3 separate regions of the Mus musculus genome follow, and all the other regions are linked to region 2. The links are chromatin contacts, called in public HiChIP or PLAC-seq maps. All regions are on one chromosome and are shown on one strand. Each heading gives the region's core, a stretch centred on a gene start, on an enhancer-like site or on the middle of the called end of the contact. The rest is flanking DNA. Distances are from core to core; before and after follow the strand shown.

What was found. HiChIP or PLAC-seq counts read pairs in DNA pulled down with a chosen protein or histone mark.
Region 1: a contact with region 2 is called in an H3K4me3 HiChIP or PLAC-seq map of neural tube, with 30 times the contacts expected there. The contact joins the enhancer-like site here to the promoter of Slit2 in region 2. A contact is called at or near these places in 17 of 39 promoter capture datasets (the 3T3-L1 cell line, 3T3-L1-derived adipocytes, the C10 cell line and 10 more), 2 of 15 datasets of contacts at CTCF or cohesin (pro-B cells and stem cell-derived epiblast-like cells), 55 of 484 Hi-C or Micro-C datasets (the G1E-ER4 cell line, LSK cells, the N1E-115 cell line and 31 more), 14 of 115 datasets of contacts at active chromatin or transcription factors (astrocytes, cardiomyocytes, craniofacial prominence and 10 more) and 4 of 9 other capture datasets (adipose tissue, embryonic stem cells, liver and 1 more).
Region 3: an H3K4me3 HiChIP or PLAC-seq map of embryonic forebrain shows a contact between it and region 2, with 10 times the contacts expected there. The contact joins the enhancer-like site here to the promoter of Slit2 in region 2. A contact is called at or near these places in 7 of 39 promoter capture datasets (the 3T3-L1 cell line, cranial neural crest, hippocampal neurons and 4 more), 3 of 484 Hi-C or Micro-C datasets (the MC3T3-E1 cell line, the N1E-115 cell line and uterus), 7 of 115 datasets of contacts at active chromatin or transcription factors (astrocytes, craniofacial prominence, embryonic forebrain and 4 more) and 3 of 9 other capture datasets (adipose tissue, embryonic stem cells and liver).

What each region holds. Positions count from the first base shown.
Region 1 is chr5:46,444,770-46,447,812 of GRCm38.p6, forward strand. No RefSeq gene overlaps it. Among named protein-coding and RNA genes, the nearest start is that of Gm40298, 510 kb to the left of the region's middle. Within about 2 kb of position 1,267, at least 33 of the 459 cell types and tissues checked have an H3K27ac peak or open chromatin away from gene starts, as enhancers often do. A contact at or near this core is called in neural tube and second pharyngeal arch cranial neural crest, where this site is marked.
Region 2 is chr5:47,981,420-47,984,592 of GRCm38.p6, forward strand. Slit2 (slit guidance ligand 2) reads left to right here and starts at 1,736. Exons shown (of 36, transcript NM_178804.5): 1 at 1,736-3,173.
Region 3 is chr5:46,789,727-46,792,851 of GRCm38.p6, forward strand. No RefSeq gene overlaps it. Among named protein-coding and RNA genes, the nearest start is that of Gm40298, 860 kb to the left of the region's middle. Within about 2 kb of position 1,480, at least 21 of the 459 cell types and tissues checked have an H3K27ac peak or open chromatin away from gene starts, as enhancers often do. A contact at or near this core is called in astrocytes and embryonic forebrain, where this site is marked.

The sequences.
Region 1 (3,043 bases), core at 17-2,516, 1.5 Mb before region 2:
TTCTTACAAAAGTACTGGAGCAGACACTGTTTTAATGAAGAAAATGTCCTTATTTATAAAGTTCATACCCAGGAACATTTTAGTCAGCTGACGGAGGTCATCAGATGTTTTCTTTCCCAGTACTTATCAGAAATTGCTATACTTCCTGAATTAAATAAATAAAAGTTATCTCAACGTATGAGGAATACAATCCTGCTTTCTATGTGCAAATCAGCTCAATACTCTAAAAAGAATCCTTCTAGATGGGGGTGGAGGAGCAAAAAAAGAGTGATCTTTACGGTAAAATATTTTTTTAAAAATACCATGAAATATTAGCTTCTCTCAAAGCAACAGGGACAAGAATGACTCTAGTCTATTCTTGAAATAGGCCCTGCCCTGTGATATAAAAGCAGACTTTTAATCTCTGTCCAGGCTCTGTGCTGTGTTTGAACACACAGCGTTTTTGATCCATTATGAGGTTTTTGCCTGTGTGTCTCATCGTACTGTATAACAATGTGTCCTAGCACAATGGAGATGTATGCATGCTTAATTTCCATAAATTACACAGCCAGCCAGCTGTACGTTTCCATAAAGACACATTCTGATTGTCAACTATTAAGCCTAATTCAGTGTCCTTTGATGTCCCTGAGAAAGACCGTGGGGGGAGTAAGCATTGCCACATGGCGGTGTGTCCCTGGAGTAGGTGAACAGGAAGGAGGGATGCGATGCGGCTGCCCCTCATGTTTCTTCATTAACTTGAATGTGTACTTTGGAGATTGAAGTTAGTCCCTTTCCAGAAAACGGGGGAAAAAAAAAAGAATCCCGAATAGTGTTAACAAAGGCACAGACCTTTCCCCAAAGCTAAAAGCTAAAATCGGACTTAAAAGTTTTGACTGCTCCTTTAGAAGCCCATGCTTGATTTGAGCCTTGAAGGTGGGCGCTGAGTGTAGCTGCTCCTTAAGCAGCGATCTAACTCATTGGGTTATTTCATGTTATAGTTTGCCTTTAATTTTTATATTTTTTTCTCTTTGAAATCTTCCTTATAGGTGGGTAGATCAAAGCAATTGCCACACAGGCGTCTCTGCCAGCCAGGTGCCAGGGAGGTTTCATCACTGGGCTGTGGAATTTCCTGCATAGATCTTGTACTCAGCATCCTGTTGACATAATTTAACACAAGGGTTACAAAGCCTTGTGTGAGGCTCTCGCCTTCCTGTTTACTTTCACTCCTCTGTGGAGCAGAGCTCAGAGCGGCTCTTCTGAACCTGGAAAGCCTATCACTTCCCCTGAAGCAGAAAGGTGCGAAAACAAACAGGGCTTTGCTGATTGCCCAGCTCAGAGACCTTACAGGAGGAGGGATTCTGAGCAGCAGGCAGGATGGAGCCCAGGCAGGCATAATTTCAGGACCCTGCTGGTTCCATCCTACACAGGGTGGCTTTGTTATGAGGTATGGAGTTGAGGGATTCTGACATCATTGCCCCCAATGCACCCACAAGCCAATTAAAAGCATTTACACCTTACTAGATCCATAACATACATCAGTCTTGTAATTACTTCTGAATGATAACGTGTGCACACTTCTGGAAAGATGACCTTCCCCCTCCCCAACTATGTTTGCACACACTGGCTGGAAATCTCAGGGGCTGGGCTAGAAAGTTCGAAGTGGGTCTTCTCAGGTCCCATGAATCAAAAGCTCACGAGAAACTCTTTGATGTTTTTTTTTTTTTTTTTTTAAGAGCAACTTGAACTTGGGTAAGCTCCACACTAATGATCTGGGTTTGAGGAGTGTGACGATACAGAGTAATGGTGTGAGATGAGAGTGTCTTCCTCCCAGATGGCTTTGAAGTATCTGGGAGGTCATGGCCAGAACAAGGAGGAACAACTTTGTGTGCGTAGATACATGCGGAAGGATAAAAATTTGGTGTGAGGTACAGCAATCTCCTAAGTAGGAGATACTGTGTAAGGATGTATTTCCATATATTCCTGGATCTAGATAGGCCAGAGCTACTTGCAGTATTCACGCTCATGGACCTGGATCCTGTGTAAGCCCTCAGCCCATCAGCTGAGTTCACCCTCTTCTTTCTAAGTTACCCTTAAATATCCTTAAATAATACACTCTAGGGTTTAAACCTGAGAGATTAAAAACCCCAGAGTTCGAGCAGAACAGGACTCCCTCCTGTATTGCTGTTACTTTGGCGACTGAGGCTGAGGGTTACTGTCAGTCAGAGATCATTCCGGGGTCCATGCATGTCAGGGCTGGAGTGAGACCTTGTCTTCTATAAAACAAACAAGACAACTAGGCCTCTAATAAACGTGAACTTATGCTACATTGTACATTAAGTATGAGTATATATTATTTCGTCCATACTATGGTGCATTGAGTATTTTGTCATTTGCTTTAAATGGGAACTTCAAGGAAAACTGTTTAGACTTACCCTATATTTAGTTTTAATCTCACTATAATTCTTAATGTCAAAGTGCTCCTACATAGTAATAATGTTTACAATTTTAGAAGGAGACATTGTTGACAAACGTCTTTCTTTGTTTCTCTCTTAAAAAAAAAACCTACCTGAAATTTTAAAGAAATTTCATCTCAGGTCATTATTTTAACAGAAATGGCTTGACAGATGAAATTTTAGAGACTTTTATGTCCTGGGAATGAGCAACTTCAGTCCTGCCCATGTATAAATTGGACATTTAGCTGGGAAAAATCTGGTTGGTTAACTTCAGCATCCTTGGGGAATTGTGCTTGTTTAATGCATCAAGTGTAGGATCACAGGCTCAGGAAAGATCCTCCAGCAAGGAAAAAAAGAGGACCAACAACGTCTTGAAGGAGGAATCAGGAATTAAAAGAACAAAGGCTAATGATAACCTATCCAGCATCATGATAGGGCAGCTCACAGGTTGTAGAAAATTTATTGTAAAACTGCCACATTCTTGGAGATGATTACAAGTTCCACCAGACATATGGATGCTTTTATTTTCTTTGGGCTGTATCTCTGACTAGTTCCCTTCAGAGTGGGGCCACCTTGCACTTCCTATTATCCCTCTGGGCTAGTCATTCAAG
Region 2 (3,173 bases), core at 486-2,985:
ACAGCAAATGAGTTAGTGCATGTAAAAACCATGCCTAAATTACATACTTTATTATTATAAAGAAAATTCACTAGTTGGGGGAATCCTTCATCAGTGACGATTTGTTTTGCAACAGACATGTGTTCTGTGTTTCAAGTCATAAGGAGACGTGACTATGGTGTCTCTTTTCTTTTCAAGGAAGTTAGTTATATAACAGACCTTTAAGCAAAAATCTAGAAGGACAAATGAATGCATGAATGTCAAATGTTCTGAAGTCTTTTTAAGAATGGTGCCATACAAATAAATGGCATTCAAATGAATAATACCAAGAGTTCCAATCTACTTTATGAGGGGACAGCCTGTCTTTGACAATATCTTCTGAAGGGCTTTTGGATCTCAGTGGCAGGCAAAATGACCTGAGAAAGATATCCTGAAAAAAAATTTTTTAAATAGGCAAAAATAAAGATGTTGGAGGGATTTCACGGTTCATATTTATGAAATAAAACACTGATCAGGAAACCTATTAAGTTACAGGTAGCTTGTTAAATGCCAAAAAATGCTAAAGAGAACTGGGCCGACTTCGCGGTCAAGGTTTGTCAGATATTTTATACGAATGATACTTTACTGTAAAACTGACTTTATGGTAGGGGCTGGCACAAAGTAGAACGTGACTACAGGCAAAGAAGATGAGGAAATTAAAAGCAAGGGAAGAAGCTGACTCATTTAGTTGTTATTTCAAACCTATAGCGGCGTTGGTGTCTGCTGAGAGATGCTGACTACTGCCAGACATCACACTGAAGAGACAAGAAGGAAGGAGGAAATTCATTTTCAAAACAGTGCAGGGGTGGGGATGGGGATGGGGGTAGGGGTGAGGTGGGGATGGGGGTGGGGTGTCCAGTTAGGCACTGAATTAAGGAAAGCCTTCTAGTATAATGGGCATCGCTAGGATTTACTTCCTCTTCCCTTTGCCAGCTAAGAGAGTAAAACCGTAGGGACCTATCCAAACCCTTGGAGTTGTGTGAGTTTGTATAGTGCCCACGCAACCAAATCCCTCACCATGGCGTTTTTTAAGTAAGTGATTATAAAGAAAGGGTTAACCGAAGACGGTGGCTTAGGGATGGGAAGGCCAGAGAGAAGGTTGAAAACACTACTCCCAACTTGCTACAACTCTAAACTTTGAAGCCACCCAAACAAAATGTGTGTGTGTGGGGGGGGGGGGGGGGATAAAATGCGCGCTCACGGAGGCAGATCTATTTCAGTAGAGTTTTCTTGTTTTGTTTTGTTTTTGTTTTAATTTTAAAATCATAATCTCGCTGTCTCTCTCTTTCTCTCTTTCAGTGTTGCAAGCCCAGAGCGGTCCCCTTTAGGATCGCGACTCAAAAAGCTACAACAGAGGCTCTGCCTTCTCCATTTATTTATGAGCTGTCCTCAAAGCTGCCCCTCTCCTCGTTCTCCCGCTGGGAACCTCGGTTTCTGGGCTCTGGTCAGCTCTGAGGCCAAGGAGTTGTGTGGAGGAGACCCGAGCTCTTCTTTCTGGTGGCCAAGTTTGCTGGATCCTAGGAGTCTGGGCGCGAGCAGGGGCGTACGGGAACGCGCGCCGCTGTCTGCAGCCGGAGCTGCCAGCCTGGGCCTCACCTCTCCCGGGCGAGGTGCAGGCTTTCCGCGCGCGGCCAGGGGGCGGGGCGAGGCTTGCGGGGGCGGAGCCAAGGGCGGGGGCTCCGGCTGCTATATAAAGACCGGCGGCCGCTTTAACTTCGGACTTGGGCTTATTTATTTACGGAGCGCCTGGACGGCGGAGGCTGGAGGAGGCGGCGGCTGTGGCTGCCGCAGACGGTGGTTTAAAAAAAGGAGGAGAAGGAGGCGGCGGCGGCGGCGAGGGATGGGAGCGCCCAGGCTTCAGGGCGCAGGCCGGAGCTGCCGAGCTTTCCTGAGGCTGCGGGAGTACTGAGGAGAAAAAGGGGACGTCCCGGGGGCCCACAGGCGACTCCAGAGGCGCGGACTGGGGTCTTTTTGTTTGGCTGCGCTCAGCGCCCAGCAGCCAGAGCGGACAACTCCAGTTACAACAACAACCCACCTTCCAGCAGCCAGGCGAGACTTAGGCTGCGGAGTCCGTCCTATTGTTTAGACACTTGCCTGGGGCTCTGGAGCGCCAGTCCCTGCTCAGTCTCCGCCTTCCCTCTCTCTCCACTTTCCTCCCGGGAACCGCGAGTGCCGAAAGCCTCCCTGAGAGGGGAAGGGGCTGGAAGCCAAGCGCTGCCTAGTCTGTGGTCGCCGAGTCAGGTGCAACGTCCGGGGCTAAGCGGCATCTCAACGTCTGCGGCTGGACTCCTCCCGTGACAGTGGGTGACCGGATCCAACGCCTGGGGAAACTTCCTGCACTTTGAGGCTGAGGACCCACTTGTAGGGGCTGCCCGAGGGGTGGCTGAGAGGCTGCATACAGCAGGACGTCGCTGTTGGCTGTTGTTTCTTCTACCTGTGCCGTCAGGTGTGTGCTGCGGAGCTGCGGCGTATCCCGGAGACCAGAGTGGCTGACAAGAGCGCGCACACTCTACTGCCATTCGGTTGTCGCCTGGGGTCTGCCAGGGTAGCAGATCCCCATCTTTCTGCCTTCTACCTAGTAGTCATCCATCAGGGCACAGTAGCAGCACTGGCATCGCGGACACCTAGTCTTTGCTTTGCTCTTCTGGGCTCGCCTATCTGCAAATCTTGCCCAAGCTAGAGGACCTTTCCTACTCAACTTGGCTTACTGGATTTTTCCCCACTGCAGGAGTGAGGACTAGTGGATATTCCTGCAAGGCTGCAGCAGTCCGACTGCCCTTTTGTCTCTCTGTGTGACCTCAGGGGCAGGCCCTGGTGCAGAGCGTCGCCAAGGACGCCGGGAGGGAGGCGGGATTGCCAAGATATCCTCCAGTGAAGTGCATGTGTGTGTGCAAGCCATCCTTGGCTGTCGGGAAGTGGAGAAGACGGTTGAGGCTGCTGCTGTGCCGCAGGAGTGGAGAGGCCCCGGGAGCTGAGCCCTGAGCCCCGCATCACCGCCCGGCACCCCCAAGGCTGTCTGAATACCCGGTGCGCCCCCACGCGCGCCATGACCAGTCTCTCCGAGGGCTCTGCTTTGGACCTGCCAGGCCCTTGCGCCTTCTAGCTTCGGGGGAATCCACTTTGATCAGGGCCACCATTACTGTTTAAGTTCCCTC
Region 3 (3,125 bases), core at 230-2,729, 1.2 Mb before region 2:
AGAATGCACACAAATGTTTCTCAATTACAATCAATTAATCAAATACATTCAGACCAATCAGAAGTCACATGCAATCAGTGTGTTGCATTTTTTAAAATTTTAATGGCAGTTGTTAGATGCCAAATTATTAAATCATTCTTTAACTAGAGCACAATCCTAACAGTGAGAACAACACCTGTGACAACTGGCTGCCTTTTCTAAACTATGCATATGACATGAACAAAAATTGAGACCGGGGATTGGGATGTCTTTGTGTTTTCTTACACAGACATTGTCCAGCATCTCTGTTTCACCTGGTGCAATGCCTTCTTCTGAATGGATGACTGTTTTGTTTGATATAAGCATTAGAGAGAACAAATCAAATGAAAACAAAATAGGATAAAGGAAATTGTAGGTTTTATTTGTTTGTTTGTTTTTTTTTTTGATCACTTACAGACATTGATACTCATCTTTCTATGTAGTGTTAAATTTTGTCTTTGTTTCCTGGTTTTAGCTAAGAGATTTGAACAAATTTTCAAAAATTATATATATATTTTTTACAAATGCCATAGATTTTGATCACAATATCTGAGTCAGTGTCTAAATAAATGCATTGTTTCCCATGACTGTAGGAAATAGAGTGCTAATATGAATTCTGCCAACAGGTTTCCTAACTCAAGCAATGGTCTTGAGCAATGAAATGAATTATCTGCAATGACGATATGAATAAATTACTAATAGAGGACTCTTCATTTATCTTTAATGCTTTGCCAAACACCAGCTTGATTGAAACTCTGATATTTAGCAGAAAAAAGAAAGGGTGTATCTTGAGGAAAAATCAAACTAGCAAGGGTAATAGAGTGGAGCATTTCCATGTGGAATTCCATCTGAACAATTCTGTTTCTTTAAAGGTCGGAAGCTCATACATACTTGGAATTTTTGCTCTCTGCCTTTGATTTAAAGCGCAAAATCAAAAGCTTGTTCTATGAAAAGAAATGCACTTGAGCAACCCAGGAATGTGCTGAAGCCTTTCTACAAATTAATCTCTTCTTTAGTGCAGGGAAACATGGAGACCATTCAGGGACAGTGGGAGGAGCTGGGGCTTGAATTTGAGCCAAGCTTAATGAGGAATTGGAGGCAAAATGGGATTGAACTGTACCTTGTTAACTGATGAAGGCTGTGAATGCGCTAGACTTACTGGCCAAGAATTCCTTCCCTTTGTTGCAATTAACTATAGGGAATACTATTGATATAGTTTTTGTCATCTTTAAACACCAAGATATGATTTTAAAATATGTATGTGTTTAAAACTTAGGAGGGAGGTCATTTCCTTATTCTCATTTGTAATGTTGCTGCTATTTTTGAAGACATACTGCTTCATATTTCAACGCAGTAAATGTCTGTAGACTTGGTTGTCTTACTTGAAATCTATATTACTAACCACTTTATCAGTTGCCAGAGGAGAAAGCAATGTTAATCACTGGCTGGCTCTGGGGGGACCTCACATTCCAGCCAGAGTTGCTGGAGTCTCTCAGCCACAGCAGGGAAAGCAGAAATCCAGGGGCCAAGTATGCACTAGGCATTTAGCTGCAGTTCTCTCAGGCACTCATTCCTCTTAAGAATCAGCACATACCTTTCCCAGGGAGACTGATTTATGGTGCAAATACTGTTTATGCCGCAAATTTCTTCTATAGAAAACGTGGTGAGCAGGAATCCTGTTAATACTGAGACTGAATGTTCAAATGGGACTTGGGAAGGCTGGGTTTTAGGACAAGGGAAAACATCATCTTGAATGAGTTATTAAAATATCCCAGTTTTCCTTGTTGTGAACTTGAGATGAGACTGGTGCAGTGAGTTTCTACAAAGCATCTTGTGATTACGACTCACAATAGTTTTAATATGGTTCTCAAAGGCAAGGTAGGTGTCTCGCAGCTTTTGATTGGTAGATCAGAAGATGCACCTCATTTTCATGAATATACTCTCCCTTAGAGGCCTGAGTACTGAACTTTTTATGGACAGACTAATCATGTGCATGCAAAAGCCATTAGACTGAGCATAAAATTGTTAAATGGGAGATGGATCCTGTCTTAGGGTTCCTAGTCTCAATAATTAAAAATCAAGTAAGAATGGACTTGAACAAAAGCTCAAGAAGAACAACATTTTTAGTGTTAAAAATAGCAGTAAATGGGAAAACTCAGCAGGCCAGTTGTAAACTTCAGCTGCTACCCAGAGGACAAATGGAGAAGAGAAAGAAAAAAAAAAGTCCTTGGTTAAACTGGCATGAGGGTTAGACACATGATTGACAAGCACCCACATGGTGGAAGAAAGGATTTAGAGAAAGAGTAAGGGTGTCCAAATATTGGTGAAGAAGGCCAAAGTGTTAATGAAGAAAACGTGCAATTTTACTTTTCTGAAAAACTCAGAAACTCAGGCAGATGTATCAAACTACCTGGCAGGACTCGGAAGCTACTGCCTTGGTGTGTGTGTGTATGTGTGTGTGTGTGTGTGTGTGTGTGTGTGTGTGTGTGTGTGTGTGTGAAGGATAAGCACCATGTCTCAGGAGGGAGTTCGTTTTCCTCTTGTGTATAGCATACCTGAATGAAGAGCCTACAAGTGTTACAGAAAGTATGGAGTGTTAATCATTTCTGCTCCCATTTGGCAAAGAAGAACATTGTAAGGCACTGGTGTGCCAGACCTCTGTCCTTCACTCATCTCCTATTAGCATTGATCTTTCTGGGCTTCTGAGTTTTTTGTCCTCGAATCGCTCATTCAGATTGGGATCGACAAAGAGGAAATTTTGCTAAGACTCTGTCATCTTCCTTGGTTCAAGACAATTCATGGGTTAATAAGAATTCCTATTAAATAATGTTTGCCGTTTTAAATAAGATCTATTTCCCATCAGTACCCTGATGCCATCTCAGTTCCTTTCAATCCACATTCACTAATTTACAGAAATATAAGAATGGATACCACATAGACCCAAATCTGATCATGTCTCACATTTATATGTATTTGAAAGAGAATATTTTGATCTTGTTTAAGGCAGAATTTTTAAACAAAATATCATAATCACAGTTTTTCTTCTAAGATATAAACATAACCATGGAGGGGGGGTGTTGAGAAGCAGCTATCTTCTCAGAAAATGA